Linked DNA regions of Drosophila melanogaster: all the other regions are linked to region 3. A link is a contact called in public Hi-C and targeted proximity ligation data. All regions are on one chromosome and are shown on one strand. The core of a region is the stretch at or near the end of the contact, and the rest is flanking DNA. Distances in the headings are between cores, read along the strand shown.

Evidence for each region. Hi-C and Micro-C count contacts between places; a contact is called where the count stands out from the background.
Region 1: a contact with region 3 is called in a targeted proximity ligation map of the Kc167 cell line, with 4 times the contacts expected there. A contact is called at or near these places in 6 of 107 Hi-C or Micro-C datasets (the Clone 8 cell line, the Kc167 cell line, the S2 cell line and 1 more) and 1 of 7 datasets of targeted methods (the Kc167 cell line).
Region 2: a targeted proximity ligation map of the Kc167 cell line shows a contact between it and region 3, with 3 times the contacts expected there. A contact is called at or near these places in 1 of 107 Hi-C or Micro-C datasets (the S2 cell line) and 1 of 7 datasets of targeted methods (the Kc167 cell line).
Region 4: a contact with region 3 is called in a Hi-C map of the Kc167 cell line, with 2.2 times the contacts expected there. A contact is called at or near these places in 13 of 107 Hi-C or Micro-C datasets (the Clone 8 cell line, the Kc167 cell line, the S2 cell line and 3 more) and 2 of 7 datasets of targeted methods (both in the Kc167 cell line).

The regions. Positions count from the first base shown.
Region 1 is chr2L:3,801,992-3,804,833 of dm6, forward strand. Reph (Regulator of eph expression) reads left to right here and starts at 1,554. Exons shown (of 4, transcript NM_143795.4): 1 at 1,554-1,739. It overlaps bark (bark beetle), which reads left to right. Exons shown (of 12, transcript NM_134964.4): 12 at 1-735. The coding sequence ends at 254.
Region 2 is chr2L:3,861,378-3,864,077 of dm6, forward strand. TTLL4B (Tubulin tyrosine ligase-like 4B) reads left to right here and starts at 1,291. Exons shown (of 8, transcript NM_164562.2): 1 at 1,291-1,448; 2 at 2,178-2,700. The coding sequence starts at 2,204. It overlaps lncRNA:CR44078 (long non-coding RNA:CR44078), which reads right to left and starts at 720. Exons shown (of 2, transcript NR_073715.1): 1 at 267-720; 2 at 28-139.
Region 3 is chr2L:3,655,693-3,658,399 of dm6, forward strand. It overlaps for (foraging), which reads right to left and starts at 1,261. Exons shown (of 10, transcript NM_205904.2): 1 at 1,030-1,261.
Region 4 is chr2L:3,477,042-3,479,785 of dm6, forward strand. It overlaps Thor (thor,), which reads left to right and starts at 1,393. Exons shown (of 2, transcript NM_057947.4): 1 at 1,393-1,719; 2 at 2,144-2,571. The coding sequence starts at 1,575. The coding sequence ends at 2,352. lncRNA:CR43928 (long non-coding RNA:CR43928) reads left to right here. Exons shown (of 2, transcript NR_124049.1): 2 at 36-607.

The sequences.
Region 1 (2,842 bases), core at 304-2,803, 150 kb after region 3:
TGGCACAGCCACCGGCTGCACCAAATGTGGCGCCCGCGGGTGGACCGGCGCAACGGCGTCCCAAGACGGTTTACCAAACCGCATCCGAGGAGTCGTCGCCAACGACACCGTCACCACTGACCAATCAGTACCACCGCTCCAAATCGGAGGCTCTACTCGAAACAGATTTCGATGGGGATGGAGGATCGGTTGGTCTGCAGCCACTGCAAACAAACGGACGAAGTCACAGTCAGCCCCTGGAAACGGCCATGTGAAGTGCCGTCATCAAATCCATACTCTAATTTAACACTCACTTTACACATTAACCCTTTACGGAACTGACTAAATACTAGGACAAATTTGTATTTTATTTATAGAGTAAGAGCTGCTACTTGTATTTAGTATTCGTTTGTAAGCTTAGCGTTTTGGATGAAACAGAATACTTTGATTTTTCTTTTCTTTAGCTTACCTACAATTACAATTATTATTTTGTCAGTTTCGTTTAGGATAACAACCACCACAGCTTCGTAGCTTTTAGTTTGCCCTTAAAAATTATAGTATACTTTTTAAAATCGAGATTACGATTGAGAGAGACCAAGAGAGACGAACACGCCCGCCCGTTGTTTTTTTTTGTGGTAAACTTAAATCATTCCATCCATTAACTTTAAGTCTACCATTAACTATTGCCGAAACGAATTAGTTCTAAGTTGTTGTACATACACAGAAAAATAAAACAAAATTAAAAAAGAAATCATTAAAATCGGGTCGTTTTTATATAAAAAAAAAAGCACCTAATACATGGGTTTCCCCTATCTTAGTATATAGTAATAAGTAATTATTTAGGTCAGTTTCAACAGTTAAATTCAAATTTAATGTGCGCCCAACAATTGATTTTCCATGGAACAAATATTAACGGTTCGAGTCTGCGATAAATGTAAAACTCAGAACTGTAGAAATAATTTTACATGATAACAGTTATCTGCCATCTCTGATTAAAATAATTTATAATTTATTTACACCTTACTTATTGCAATCTCTTAATTGCATTGCTCTTGTTAAGTACCAATCAACAGCGATATAATTAAAAGGTATGAAATTTCGATCATATTAGATTCAAAGTGATGTGTCTCAATTTAAATTGGGCATTGAGAACTTAATAGTTTTTTCTTAAAAAATGTTCATTGGGTAAGCTCTTTATGCAAGGCACGCGCAAAAAAAAGAAAACTGTTGTTGCTGGAGAGTGTTGCCAGCTCTGAGCGACAAGTTCTATAGAAATTGAAAAACCTAAATAGTATTCGTATTCTTATATATCTAACATAGTATCTAGATGTCAAAATCTTGATATCTAATAATATGAGCTGTTCACACACACATCAATTTCCTAAAAAGCAATGGTAATGAATACGGTTGACAATAGAAATTATGCATTTCGTATTAATGCTAGAAAAAGCCCAAGTTGGCAACACTGCTGGCACAGAGCACGCGTGCTCGCTCTTCGTTTCTTTTTGAGCGCTTGTTTAGTTGGTCAACTCTCCAAAGAACGCGTCGCGTGCTGTTTAATTTCTGTAGTAAGCGCCATTCATCGTTTTTCACTCGCCGCCGTTGGTCCGTTTTTCCGCTGGTTTTCCTGCAATTCCACAACCGAAAAAATCTAATAAATTTAATTTCCTAATAAAATACACAATTTTGTGATCAAACAAAAGGAAAACCAACATCTATAGAGGGAGACGGAGATACGCGAGAGAGAGCGAGCGAATCAAGTAAGTTTTCGACTAACGGTGACTGTGGCAATATGTGTACGTGCGTGTGTGTGAGGTGAGAGAAAGAGGGTCCTGCTGAAGTTGCAAGTGCTAAATTTAGAACTCAAGCTGAAGGCTGCACCACGACTACCTCCCCTCCACCCACCACCCACCTACGTCAGACGCTCTCTCCAGTAAACGAAACAGAGACAGAGAAAGAGAGAAAAATACACTCTTGCTGTGTGTGTGTGGTATGAATGGAACAAAAGTACTTGTTCTTGCGGAGGAGCGAGACAGCTGATGTGTGCAAGTGTGTGTGGGCACGTAGACTCGTAGTAAAATTTTCCGCGTAAAATTGAAAGCAAATTGAAAAGCTCACGAGGGAGTTTGCAAATATAGTGGCAAAACTTAGAAGGAATAATAGCTTATTAAACATGTGTGTGCACAAGGCGAAAATCACATTTTCCTCATGAAACGAATGTAAGAAATCTAACCGTAAAATCTAAATGTTTGTATTTATTTTGTATCCTTTTTGAACAGGTATAATTTAATAATTTATTGTGCTTTCGGCTTTCCACACTTATCATATATTAGTTGAAACAAATTAAACAAATGTGGAATAAAGTTACATGACGTTTGTAAGAAACAATAAATTGAGAAAACTGCCTCGAGCAGCCGAAAAACCAGTTCGTGCGTAGTTTTCCATGTCATGTTTTCCCCATGTTTTCCACATTCGGTGTCGAAAAGCGAGCTCCAAACAATTTCCCATATCATCGTTGCAACTTTTTTGCCGTATTTCTTCACCTCCCCTTCGTTTACTTCTCTTCATTTACTTGCCTCTTCTTTTTGCTGCCACACGTTACTACTCATAGACATGAATATATAGGCATATAGTCATTGGAATAGGAACTTGCCCGCTCCAGCTGCTTCTTCTTTCGTCTATAAGTACCAAGGTGCGCGACAAAATTGTATGTTAAATTGTATGGAATGTTATCTGAAAAATCCGATTACATTTTTAAACGTTCCGTTGTCAGCTGATCTTGATCTTCTGTCTGCATTATGTATAAACCAAACCTAACAAAGGTGTGCAAAAAAAAAAGTCATAATGACTTAATGCTACTTAA
Region 2 (2,700 bases), core at 41-2,540, 210 kb after region 3:
ACAAAACACACAGGCCCAAAACAACAAACACGTTAATGTCCCGAGATGTAGATAAGTTCATCAGCGGCGCAGTGCAGACATTCTTCTCGAGTCTCACATCCCATTGTGTATGTATACACTGGTCGAAAAGAATCGTTTTCTTAAGAACAAAAATATTACGAAAATTTATTACGATTCTCTATTTAGATTTAAGCCCATCTTATGAACAGAGCAAACAAATAATTATAGGTAGTAAGTATTTAATTAAATTCTGCTTATTTTCCTACCACCAATTTTTTCGCAGTGCAGTCTCCTTTTCCTTCGCTTGTCTTCTGACCACTGAGTGTTGACGTCTTGTAGGCGGTAACGATGATGGCGATGAAGTCGCCTCGAGGGCCGTTTAAAGGCCGCCACAACTTATCGACGTTTTCGGACCCGGATTCGTATCTTGTGGATGCGCTCCTCGTTGTGTGTGTTTCTTCCCCATTTGCCGCAGGATCTGCGATAAATCACTTTGTACTGCTGCGCAGCCATCAAAATCAATAAGGGCCGCTCGTTCGCCTGGCAAAGGAGGTGTATATAAACTGAAACGTTGATGGCTTCATCATTGGCCCAACTGCGGCATTTGATCACAGTATTCGTTACGCTCATGTAGGTCTCCTTTTTTGTTCGATTTTAGTTCTTTCGTAATTTAGGTAGAGCGACCGCCGACCAGATGCCTGATTTATGTCAAACTGTTTGATGGCCAGTTAATCTCCAGGAGCCGCGCATGAACTTCTTAACTTTATTTTATTGCCTTCTAATTAATCACTCCCATTAGCAGCATTATTTATGTTGTGGTATACATTTGCTTAAATAAATAATAGATTTATATTATGTATTTACCTTAATAGCTGACTATTATTTTTAAGATTTTTATGGAATTTTATATTGTTATTTATTGAACACATACGCTTTGAAACTGTTTTTGTAAAATAAATATTTTGTTTCGACCGAAACTTTGAATTTAGTTACTTAAAAGAATTGTTATTTCATAAGATTTAAATATCTAGTATAATATATGGAATTCCTGGATAATAAGAGTTTTTAATCGGAAACAAAATTTACTGGCAATGTAAATCCCATTTTTGGAATGACACATTGTTTTTGATTATATTTAAATTGTCCGCCAAGAAACAGCGTTGCCAACAGATAATAAATAAAATAACAATATCGATATTTACAAACTCCGACCTGTGACTTGTTACGATGAAAATATTCTTTTTTCAAATATTATCGATTGGTATCGAGACCTGGCTCGTAAATTTTTCCCATCCCTGCTTGAAACACAAACAAAAATCCCGAGTGGGACATGTACATATGGAATACTTTTCAAATCGAGTACTCGAGTCGATAGCTGTCTTATAGTTCTCGGTTTGTTTGTGTAATTAAACTAAATTTGTTGTGCGTATGTAAAAAAAAGTATTACGGTAAGTCTGCACACGCACCCACCCTTGCACGCACACACACCCACTAACACAAGTGCAGCAAAAGCCGGCTGTCGGAAACAACAACAAGAACGATAACGATAGCGCGATCTGCGCGCCAATTGAAGTTTTTGAATATTGCAGTGCGTGTTCATTGAAGGCGAAAGTCTTGTTTATTTTTGTCTGCTCCTCTTTTTTTGGCACGCATCTCGTTGCTATTGATCGATTTGCAATCGATGAACGAAGTGTGCCCCGCATTCTGTATTTTTCTCGCTCTCTTTTGTTTTTGTTTTTCTATTTTCCTTGGATGATCTTGGCTGTGCCATGAGTTTTCGAAAATAGCCATCCATTGACACGCCGCCGCGCACACAAATACCGCCCGAGTGGTGAAGTAATAACCTGAACCACCGTCAATTAAAATAAAGACAAAATCAGCCACCTTGAACCCATTCGAAAACCCAATTTTCGAATTCGACCAGCACGAGACCGAAATAGTTCTCCCTATTTTTGGGGAATTCGGAGCAGGTGCAGTCAACAGCATTGCAGGTGTTCGTTCAATAAAATAAGAGTTTCTTAAATAGAAGAAAAACAGTGCTTTCAACTAACCGAATCATTGTTTAAAAAATAGCGGAATCTTAAAGTGAAAATTGAAACATTTCCAAATAATAATTCCAAACGACAAATATTCAATGAAATAAATCCTGTTTTTATACCTGTTTTAATCACTTGCAGTTATCCAAATTACTTGTGAACTCAATATGGCTCAGATGACCGAGAAGAGGACAACGTCGGCCCGATCTGGTACTGCCGCCAAGGAGAACCACAGCCTGACGGGACGGCAGAACCAGCAGAATCATCACAATCAGGGACACCAGCGCAGCGGCAAGGGCATCGAGATACTCGACTTCCACGAATCGTGGCTGGAGGAGGTGGAGCTGTACAAGGACAAGATGGTCATGTGCAAGAAGCTGGCCCATCACAATCACGTGCCCGCCTCATCGCACCACCTGCAGCCGCACCTGGCCGCCCCGAATCGAAATCATGGCAGAATCGTCCAGTCCAGCACCCCGCAGCATCGCAGCTCGGCCGGCGGAGGATCCGCGGCTGGAGCCACAGCATCCGATTCCGTCTCGGCTCGCTACTCGCCGCCTGGTCAAAAGCAAAGATCACCGCCCTCGCCGCGCAAACGGCTGACGCCGGAGAAGGTGGCCAACTTAGGAGGAGGAGGCGGTGGCTCTAAGGTAGGCGCGCAGCG
Region 3 (2,707 bases), core at 11-2,510:
GTCGCTGTTATTGTTATCACCTGAGTCGAATACAGTGGGACCCCCACTTGAAGATGCAAACAAGACTGAGCTTTTACCAATAGTATTCAATAGTTCACTGATATCGATTAAATAATTTTAAAACTTTTGATCAACATTGCTGATTAACGCTTATTGGATTTAAGAACATTCGATTTGTTAATACTTGTGATCTGGCTTAATATGATAATTTAAGTCGAGCCCCACTGTACTCTTTCTCGCGGATTTTATCGCTCACTCTTTTTGTTTTCAGTTCACTCTCTCTCGCTCCGCATAGTTTGACTTGTTGTTGTTTCTGCCAGCGTAGCGTAGTTAACTTGAGCGGCAGCAACAACAACATCAGCCATACTTGTTGCTAAAAATAGTAGCGGCGGCGAGACAGAAACAGAAAACAGAAAAACAGCGCGGCAGAATAAAATATGAAAAGGCGCACAAATTGGAAAAAATTGTACATGACGAGCAACAAAAACAAGCAGCAAGTAACAAAAAGGAGGAGGAGTAGTTACAACAACAACTGAGCTTCTGTTGAAATATATCAGAGAAAAGAAAGGCAAAGAGGCAGATCGGCGTAGAAAGGAAATGCGACGCAAAACTGCAGTCAAAGAATTAGTTGGAATGATGGACTGAAAAGTGTCAAGTTTAGCACGGAAAATTCGTCAGCTGAAGTGCGAAAGAGACAGAGCGAACGAGCAGCTAACAAGTGATTTTCCATGAAATTAATTGCAGACTGCATTTGAATTAATAATTTTCCACTTTGAAATCACAAACTAAAAGAGAGCCGCTCTCTCTTCCACTCTCTTCGCTTAATGCACCAAAACTGCATTCACAATTCACGTTTTACTAATATTTAGTCAACTTTAACCACTGCCTTTGCTTTAATTGCTTTTTAAGGCAAATAGTTGCACATATGGAAAACGCTAGTTGTTGTTTTATTTTAGAATTCAGAATTGAGCACAAATGCTAGATCGTACGACTAGCGAAAGCAGCAACAACTAACCAAGTGGCACGCACACACAAGCACAAGTCGATGAAAAACCACCGAACTAAATGGCGATGTGGATTATTCTGATAAACGCCAATGCCATATATATATATATTTTTTTTCTTTTATTAAGAACTTGTGCCAAAATTTGCAGGAAAACCACGCGTTGCATTGATTCTTATAAAAATGCCGCTAAAGTCAATTCCAAGCACGATCGCGACAAATGACAACCGCACAGCACGAGAAATTCCAACAGACTGAAAATGAAACAAACAACTTACTCGCTACCACTACTCGAATATTATGAAATAAAGAGCACATTAGCATTTTTTCTCTTAATTTTTAAAAAATTATTTTCTCTTCTGATGCAATGTTATGAATTAGCGTTGAGATAGAAAAAAAAAATTTAAAACAATATTATGCTCAATCCTTTCTACAAATTAATTACTTTAATCAAATAACAAAATATTCATATTAATAAAAGTGTACTTTGTTTGTTAACGTAAATATACTATGTGAAAGGAGTAGATTTAGTAGAGTAGTAGAATTTATAATATTTTCCCTGCTAGTTCTCTCAGAGATGATGTATCAGTTTGATTTTAATAATCATTCCGAATGAAATCATCATTGAAGTTGGTCAAGATCGGTCTTAAATTAATCTAGTATTATAAATTGCCAATGCAGGATTAACTCTGCGCCATGATTTATTCAACTTTTCTCGTATACTTTTGGAACTAACAGCACACAACGCCTATCCGTTTACGACAAATGGTGTTTGTTTTTGGAACTAATACAGCGCCATTTTTCATTTTAGTGATTTCTAACTTACGTTGTACGTTACATTTCAGATTTATTATGCATGTAAGATGTAGAATGTCATAGCAACTGGCCGTCATGTATGTAAATATGTGTATGTATAGGCATTTCAGAGCCATTTTCTGCTCATATGTAGGGGTGGAGCCTGAGAAGAGAGAAAATCCCAAAAGGGGAATAAGAAACTGGGAAATTTTACTATTTAACTCGTTTCGTAAGAGGGTATACTAGATTTGTTAAGAAGTATATAACAGGTAGAATGAATTTTCCGATCTTTTATGGTACATAAAAAGACATTTTTTGAAACATGTTGAAAATTCAAAATTTTTTAATTAAACATAAATGTTTAAGTGGAATAAGTAACATATTGTAAAAATTATTTATTAATTTTAACCGTTATTTATGTACAATTTCGTAAGGTTAGAAAAATCCAAGGATCTTTGGTCGGGAATTTCCCTCAAGAAGGCGTTGCAAACTTAAGACCACCCACCCCCAGTATTGTGCCACCCCTCCCCAACTTCGCAACCCTCTTTTCACCCCTCTGCCGCTCTCGCAGTCGACGTCGCCGGGAAGGAAGGAAAGAGATAGCAGCTGGGAGAAAGGACAAAAGGAGAAACGGGTCGGTGGAAAAGGAGGAGGAGAAAGTAGAGGAAAAGTGAGGCGGCAGCAAAAGTTGATTAGATGGATTTCGTTTGGTTTTTGTGTTTTTAATCACACACCAATTTCATTTATTAAATCTTCGCATCAGCATTTCATTTCTCGCATTCCCTATCTTTCTCTTTCCCTCCTTCTGTCTCTTTCGCTTGTGCAGTGCCTTTTTTGTTTGGCTTTGCGACGGCATTTTTGTATTTTCTGTACCGTAGTGTTTGCTCGTTTGGCCTTCTCTTTTCTCTC
Region 4 (2,744 bases), core at 143-2,642, 180 kb before region 3:
AAATATTAGCACGCTTAAGTATCGACCTTGTGCAGATTTCTAGGTGGGCGCCATCCCCTGTCCCACATCGAGATCATGATCGCCGCAGATCAACACACGTGGCCACCTTTTGTCAACCCCATATCCCTCGGAATGGCCCGTGGCCAATATCCGAATTACGTCGAATCGTGGGCGCCAACGTAGGCAAAAGTTCCTGTAGCACTATTTACATGCGTCCAACGATTAAATATCGTCAACATCGCCCCCGCATAGCTAAAACCGCTCGTGCCGCTGCTTGGATCCACCCTATGCTTGCTGCGATCAGTGGGGCATATTAGTTTGATTCCAAACAAGATATTCCACCTCAAAGAACTTGGGAACTAATAAGGGTTCGATCACCAAATTTGGTGATATGATATATGTATTTCTTTAGATATGTGCGCTAATATTAAACGGCTAAGAAGTCAATGTGCCAAAGAAAAGATATTAAATATGTATGTTTCATATCAGTCAAGTTAAATTTTGATATGAGCTAAGCGTACTTTTGGATTGTGCACTCCTAAATATAGAAATCACGCTAAAATTGCATATCTAAGTAAATAAAGCAAGTAAGTTATGTAAGACGTGTATCTTTTCGTGATAATTATTTCAAAACGGCTCGTGCCAGATAATAATGAACACTTTCCGCCTGAAAAAAAGTGAAATGCTGGGTATCTTTTAGCCCATAAAAACCTGCAATATCGTTGCTCAAATTGCTATGCTCCGCGAGTTCGCACATGCATAGAAGGCACTCATAGCCTACGTCACGATTGCCGGCGACGTGTCTTTATGCTAATTAATGGTATTTCGCGAAAACGAGTGCAAAATAATGGCCCCATGGAGAGAGCGGCAGTACTTCACGAAATTCTGCGGAACACCTCTTGACTCCCAGACAGCCATAGATAAGATCCCAATTGCACCTGAGTCATCATCATTTCCCTAGCAAGATCGACAATAGACTTGGTTTTTAGAAAAGAATGCGATTGGCGTTTAGTGCTGTTGGCTAACTTGTTTACCAATAATATTGCCGTGCATTAAACAATAACAAATGACCAAAGATAAACAAGAGCTCAAGGCGAGAAGCCCCTCAAGACAGCCCCCCACCATCGCTACACCCCTTATCATCTAGAACCTCCGAGGTGTGCAGGCTGCAACAAAAATAAGAACAATAGGGGAATATATTAGAATACGGCAATAACAACAAGAACCAGCCGGTTTGTCATAAACTACGCAGAAAATACACCAGATAAAAACAAAAAACATCAGCCGACCAAGCAGAATAATCAGGCGAGAGAGCAGGCGAAAGAGCGAGAAGAGAGCGAGAGAGAGTAAGAATGGGGGGGTATAAATAGAGCCACACTTCGTAATACCGCCAGCAATCGCCTAGCGAACAGCCAACGGTGAACACATAGCAGCCACACAAGCTCTATAGCTGATACAAGCAACGAAATACAAACAACGCAGTTTGTGTAAACAATCAAATTGTCGCAGCCATATCGAGTGTGCTTACACGTCCAGCGGAAAGTTTTCGAAACCAATCCAATCAATCAGCTAAGATGTCCGCTTCACCCACCGCCCGTCAAGCCATCACCCAGGCCCTGCCCATGATCACCAGGAAGGTTGTCATCTCGGATCCGATCCAGATGCCCGAGGTGTACTCCTCGACGCCCGGCGGAACCCTCTACTCCACCACTCCTGGAGGTAAGTTTCGAAAATTGGAAGCTGAGACTACATCGAGTATTATTAAGTTCCTTCCGGAAAGTGGAGTGATTTTCTTATCATTAGATATGATATCAAGATGAAATTAATCAACATATTTCGAAAACATAAACAAGTATACCGTTTCTTTCCTTTGCTCAAACAACAAACAAGCTTTTGTTTGAGTTGTGATACATTATTTTTGTAAAACTCACTCACCATTTTTTGGCTGATGAAACTGGGCCATCTCGCCGAGTCAGTCAGTTGGAAGATAATCCCGAGCACATGTTCCACAGTTCGTGACTCAGAGTAGCGCGGCAAAGAAGCGTTTACTCAGCTGGCTTATCAGTGGGGAACTTTGAATACCTTTCTGATGCAACGCAGACCACCTTGACTAATAAAAATTTCCGCTTTCCTATAATTCCAGGCACCAAACTTATCTACGAGCGGGCTTTCATGAAGAATCTCCGTGGCTCCCCATTGAGCCAAACTCCGCCGTCCAACGTGCCCAGTTGCTTGCTGAGGGGAACTCCGCGTACTCCCTTCCGCAAGTGCGTGCCCGTCCCCACGGAACTGATCAAGCAGACCAAGTCGCTGAAGATTGAGGACCAGGAACAGTTCCAACTGGATCTGTAGGGGGTGTGGCGTGTACACCGCCATGCAGCAACTGCCAAATCCAACTAGTTCTTAGATGCACCCACTAAAACCGATCTTATAAGCTTAGTGTACCCATTAACTAGATGCTAAGTTCTTAGTTCTTCCACCTTGTTTGTTCTCTCGGTCATATTGACCCCGTTACCTTGTAAAATCGTAGATCTTAAGTAAAATGCAATAAAAAAAAGGCACACATTATTTAAAAGAGAACCACACCTTCCATTGGGATTCAGTAGCTGCCAATTTACAATTATAAATTTTAATTTATGTTTGAGAAATTCAGTGCCAAATTACTTTCTTTATCGGCAATTCAACCTTGGCAGGCCACGCGTTATGTGATAGAACACTTTCCACTTCACCTTGAGTCAGTTTCG